2 separate regions of the Mus musculus genome follow, and region 1 is linked to region 2. A link is a contact called in public Hi-C data. All regions are on one chromosome and are shown on one strand. Each heading gives the region's core, a stretch centred on a gene start, on an enhancer-like site or on the middle of the called end of the contact. The rest is flanking DNA. Distances are from core to core; before and after follow the strand shown. Region 1 holds the start of Aanat (arylalkylamine N-acetyltransferase). Region 2 overlaps Ube2o (ubiquitin-conjugating enzyme E2O).

What was found. A called contact is a pair of places that touch in the nucleus more often than the background predicts.
Region 1: a Hi-C map of the G1E-ER4 cell line shows a contact between it and region 2, with 2.4 times the contacts expected there. The contact joins the promoter of Aanat here to the enhancer-like site in region 2. A contact is called at or near these places in 7 of 39 promoter capture datasets (the 3T3-L1 cell line, 3T3-L1-derived adipocytes, the HPC-7 cell line and 3 more), 4 of 15 datasets of contacts at CTCF or cohesin (the G1E-ER4 cell line, the NIH/3T3 cell line, embryonic stem cells and 1 more), 31 of 484 Hi-C or Micro-C datasets (the AML12 cell line, B cells, the G1E-ER4 cell line and 17 more), 4 of 115 datasets of contacts at active chromatin or transcription factors (cardiomyocytes, embryonic stem cells, fibro-adipogenic progenitors and 1 more) and 4 of 9 other capture datasets (adipose tissue, embryonic stem cells, liver and 1 more).

What each region holds. Positions count from the first base shown.
Region 1 is chr11:116,592,201-116,594,967 of GRCm38.p6, forward strand. It overlaps Aanat (arylalkylamine N-acetyltransferase), which reads left to right and starts at 1,487. Exons shown (of 4, transcript NM_009591.3): 1 at 1,487-1,574.
Region 2 is chr11:116,549,631-116,552,347 of GRCm38.p6, forward strand. All of the region lies in intron 1 of Ube2o (ubiquitin-conjugating enzyme E2O), which reads right to left. Among named protein-coding and RNA genes, the nearest start is that of Sphk1, 19 kb to the left of the region's middle. Within about 2 kb of position 1,336, at least 60 of the 459 cell types and tissues checked have an H3K27ac peak or open chromatin away from gene starts, as enhancers often do. A contact at or near this core is called in 3T3-L1-derived adipocytes, the G1E-ER4 cell line, adipose tissue and 5 more, where this site is marked.

The DNA.
Region 1 (2,767 bases), core at 237-2,736, 43 kb after region 2:
GGTTGCCACATGGGACACCAGGGGTGCAATGGAGCCAGCAACTAAGGAGGGACACAGATGCCTCTGCAAACCCTGGTTGTTAGCAGTATAGACACCTAGCTGAGGTTCTGAGTGTGTCTGCCCACCAGACCCAAGGGCTAAGCCCTAAGAAGGGCTTTTTGATCAGCCATGAGAAGTCTGTTGAGGGCTCCAGCAGAGGAAAGATGGAAGTGTCCAGGGAGCATGCAGTTAAGGCAAAAACAGGAGATCCTGCAGCATCAAACAGCAGAGAAGGATTCTGGGGGAAGAGGTCTCCACAGACAGCTGATTGTGTGTGTGGTGTTGCCTGTACTGGCCCTGGTTCCCTCCACCCAAGGGTCAAGGTTGGAACTGCATCCCTCTAAGAGGATCACTGGTCCTAGCAGGTGTGCCCTCTGCTGGTGGCTTTGGGGAATGCTCCTCCTGGCTCAGTGCCTTGAGCTGGCAAGGCTTGCTGATGCAGACAAAGAGCTACAGTACCCTGGTGGAACAGGGGAACATATGGTAAGAGGAGCTGGCCAGAGAAGAGCTAAGAGAGGCAGGGTGAGGTGTGAGTGGGAAGGAAAGGGAACAAAAGAGTGGTGTGAGGGACAGAGAGATTGCAGGTGTGGAAGTCAGAGATCTTTGGAGTTTAAGAAGATGTTGAGCATAACATACATAGAGGTAGCTGCATGAATTAGCACCGTCCAACTGAACAGTTACCTTGCTGGTGACCTTAAGGCCTTCTCCCTGGGCATCCAGCAGCCGGGTCCTAACATCTGGACAAGATGTTGAACTAGAAACCACCATGTGTCTCTTGTGTTCTGGCTTCTGTCACCACTGTGCTGGTCTCCTTCTGGGTGCTGCATGATGGTGTGTGTGTGTGTGTGTGTGTGTGTGTGTGTGTGTGTCCCGTGACATTTTGTATAGACCCATAGTTCTCTCTTTGGTTGGTGGTATTGAGGTGTTTCTGCTCTGGAGAACTGTTTCTAGGGACCTTCCTGCTCTCCTGGTACCTGACTGGGGCCCCTCAAGTTATGGGGCAGAGCCTCAGTTTCCTCCTCTGTAAAATGGATAGTTACACTCACCTGGCAGGATACCCTGTGGATTGTAGAAGCTGCCTCCCCAGGTATGTGGCTATAAGGGATAGCAGGCTTCCTGACCAAGAAGGACCCTCAGAGGCGTGGGCAAACTGGCCTCTGAGGGACAGAAGGTGGTGGCTGGTCCCCAGCCAGCTGGGGACAAAGCAGGGATTAGTTAGACCCCCAGGCTTAGCCCATGCTCTCCCTATAGCTTGAGACGGCTACTAGTAATTCTTTCTACGTCCCCAGTACCACTGATGACGCCTGCCCTCAGCAGGATAGGGCCAGAGCCTGACTGCCAAGCCCTGCTGGCATCATACTGCCTGGGGTAACATGGGAGGCAGGGCCAGGGGGATTAGAATCTCTGAGCCATCACATGCTGCCAGGGGAAATATGTGCTACAGCTTCCTTGCAGTCAGGAGTCTCAGCTTCTCCTAGTCCCAGCACCCAGTGACAGCCCCCAGGACAACACCTGCACTCCTTCTTAAAGTTCTGGTAAGTGGGCCCCCCATCCCTGGCTCTATGTATATATGTATGTATATATATGTGTGTGTGCATGCATGTGTGTGCATGTATATGTGTATGTATGTGTGCATGTATTCGAGCTTGTGTATGTATGTGCATGTATGTGTGCATGTATTTGTGTATGTATGTATGTGAATGTGTATGTATGTGTGTGCATATTATGTGTTTGTGTGTGTGTGTGTGTGTGTGTGTGTGTGTGTGAGTGGAGGCCAGAGGTTAGCTCTGGGTGTCATTCTCTGAGAACTGCAGGGACTGTCTACTTCGTCTCTTTGGACAAGGTCTCTCACTGGTCTGAAGTTCACCAAGTGGGCTGGGTTGGCTAGGGGAGCCAGCGAGTCCCAGGGATTTGTCCAACCCCGTGTCTCTGGTCCTAGGATACAGATGCTGGGTGAGGGGCCCTGCACCAGATTTTCCATGTCTGAGACTTATGCTTAGGTCCTCGTGCTTGAGCTATCTCCATCACCCATTTAAAAAGAACATCTCTATTCCATTCTAGTTACTTGTTTGATGTGCACGTGCGGTGCACACATGCGGAAGCCAGAGGAGCACTGTGGGAGTCAGTTCTCTCCTTCTAGCATGTGGATCCCTGGGATCAAACACAGGTCCTCAGGCTTGGTGGCAAGCGCCTTTGCCTGCTGAGCCATTTCACCTAAGCTCCTCAGCCCTTTTTGAAAGCTGCGGGATGGAAGACATCCTCTAAGGACCACCGCTTTGTAGGGTGTCATGAGAAAGAGGGTATCACACTGGCATGTTCTATGTGCCTAAGCTGATAGGACAGACACATCGCCCTGAATGTCCTCCATACCTGACCCTCCTGACCTCAGACTCTCCAGTCCTAGGCTCTTTAACCATCTTATCCCCCATCTCCCCAGCATGACCCAGTCTGATGTCAGGCTCACATTAATTAAAGAGCTTTTTCTCCTGGACTAAGGTCTGAGACAACCTAAAAAGCTCTCAGCTCGGGGGAGGATAGACGGCTCGGAGATTAACAGCGTGTATGAGTTCTGCTTCAGACCTGAGCTCAGTTCCCAGCACCCACAGTGGGAGCTCACAACCACCTGTAGCTCTAGCTCCAGGGGATGCTTCACCTCTGGGCGCTGGGGGCTTGTGCACGGAGCCACACACAGATACACAGACATATACACTTCCTTCAAAGAACAAAA
Region 2 (2,717 bases), core at 86-2,585:
AACCTGTAAGTGGTTGCTACATCTCTCTCCCCTGCTCAGAGACGGACAGGCACACACCAGGAAGGGCTCTCCCCGACTCTCCCCGACTCTCAGTAACCTCAGCCGGCCTCTCTGCTGCGAAAGGTGACTGGCAGAGAGAGGAGCAGGACAGAAGTGCTGAAAAGCAAGTACAAGGTCACTGAAGCTTTGCTAAGGACAACCCACACAAGCTCTAGGTAGGCTGTACACCGCTAAGCAGGAAACATAAACTGCCACAGGGACCCAGGACCTGTTCCACAGACAACACTGTGACTGGTGTCAGCCTGCTGCTTCCAAGTACACATGGTATCTCAGCAGCCAACTCTGGGACCCATGACAGGATTGAAGCCACAAAGAAAGCATTGGCGCCTGCGTGCACGCACACAGGCACATACAGCCACTACATCCATACTTGCTTGACTCCCTGTCCACAGGGACACAGGCTGAGGTCCAGAAAGGCTAGCTTCAAGGCACTGAAGGGAAGGTGGAGAGGCCAGCTCCCTTTTCTAGTAATGTGAAGACACTTTGTGCCTGCCCCACCCTCAGCTTCACCTCAACTGCCTTCTTAGCTTAGACGTCAAACCACCACCAATTAGGGGGCCTAAGTCATCGCAGAAAGCAGAGAGTAGCGCGGCCTTGACGAGAGCCTTGAGCTGCGTCTGCACACAACCCGATGGCCTCTGTCAGGTCCAGGTACTGCCAGGGGAGGGGGGAGGATCCACATGGACAGCCTGATCAGAACAAGCTCATACAGGACGTGTGAAATGGAGGTAAAAAGAAGATTGCCAAAAACTCCAAGATCAAGTTCTTTATGAACGTTTATAACTGTAACCACCTCATGCCTACAGGTGCTCTGGATAGCCTCTCAGAGGGAACGGTTGTCAAGAAGGATGTCTTTAGAGACTCAGCTCTGAAACGCAAGGCTGGGGAGGCCAAGGTCAGTTGGAAGAACAATACAAGACAGGAGAGAACAAATGGTTTTTCCACAAGCTATGCTTTTAGGTATATTTTTGTTTCTTATCATTAAAAATTAAAAAGAAAAAAAAAAGTTCAGCAACTCCGAGTTTACCAGCCAGTTGTAAACTAGCATTTCCTGGAAAGCATCGGTGAACCTAAGTTTTGGAATAGCAGGAAAGAAGCTATTCCAAAATAGCCTGGGGGGAAGTCATGGGCTACGTGAAATAAACACTGGTCATGTAATGGCATGGAACAGGGCAAGAGGCAGTCTCTGTTGCCTCCTCTGAAAACAACCCAGGGCCAGACTGTGGAGGAGGGGAGCTCAGACAACACTGATGGCGTCTAAGCTCAGACAACACTAGCCTCTGCTCTGCCTGGCTCCAGCCCCAGTTCTAGGGCAGACGCAGGCCAGGCTGTGCTCAGAGTTATAAACAACGCAACCCGGGTTCTAAAGGGGCCACTCTGACCACGTACCTGGCTGAATAAGGCAGTGAGCTTCCTAGATAATGCCAGCCTTCTAGATGAGGCTGGCAGGATTTAAAAGGGACAGAGAAGTTACTCAGGCCTTAGGAGAGGAACCCTGAGCAAAGGAGGAGAACCTGGGGGCCTGAGCCAAGGCAACACATTGGGGTCACCTGCCTGGGAAGGGAAGGCAGTGGCTCTGTGGTTTTCAGCTAGAGCCACTTTGTCCTCTCCCCTCCCTAGACACACAGGAAAGCTCCTGTCACAATGACTGGACAGCATTATCAACAGTGTCTAGGCCAAGGAACTCCTGGCTGCTTAGGACATCTAGAAACAAGGTGGGTCAAAGGTCATCTCCACTACCTCTACTGAATCCCCCCACCCCCACCCCCGCGTGAGAGGGTCTACTGTATAGCTCTGGCTGGCCTGCAACTCACTATTTAGACTAGGCCAGCCCTGGCTCTTGAGAGCTGGAATTAAAGCTATGCTCGCCCTCCCTCCCCTTCCTTTCTGTGTATCTGTGCACACATGTGTGCAGTACCCTGGAGGGCAGAAGAGTGTTCAATCACTTGAAAGTGGAGTTAGAAACAGTTGTGAACTCCCTGACATGGGTGCTGGGAACCAAATTTAGGTCCTCTGGAGGGCAGCTGTCACTCTCACCAGCTCAGCCACTTCTCCAGCCTATTTTACTTTTAAACAATTATTGGGACTCCCCAGCACTCACACGGCAGCTCACAACCATTGGTAACTCCAGCTCCAGGGCATCCAATATCATCTTTGGCTTCCTGGGCTAGGCATTATATGTAAGTGGTGCACACATATACACATAAGCAAAACAACCATACACATAAAATAATAATAAACAAAATGGAGAATGACATGAGGAAACCGATCCTGACCTCTGGCCTCCACATACAACTGTATAGCGATGAGGCAGGGGCAGAGGGAAGGGCTGCAGTTCGGGGAGAAGGCTTGCTGTAGAGTGAGCAGGCACTGTCATCAACTGGTTTGGGCTTCTAGAGGCCCATCTGCTAACAAGGCCACCTCCTGGAACTGCCTCCCTGGCCTGCTCTTGCACCTGAGCTGTCCTGCTTCCAGTCTAGAAGCCCATTCATTAAACTGGCCATGGTCAATCAGATGCACTAAAAAATTCCTGTATAAAAACTTCCAAGACTAAGTGTCTGAAAACAGAAGGAAGCTAAAGTAAGACAGTTGCAGGTAACAGGCTCCTCACCCAAGGAGGAGCTGCCAGAAGGCCACAGGGAGAGTTATTTAAACAT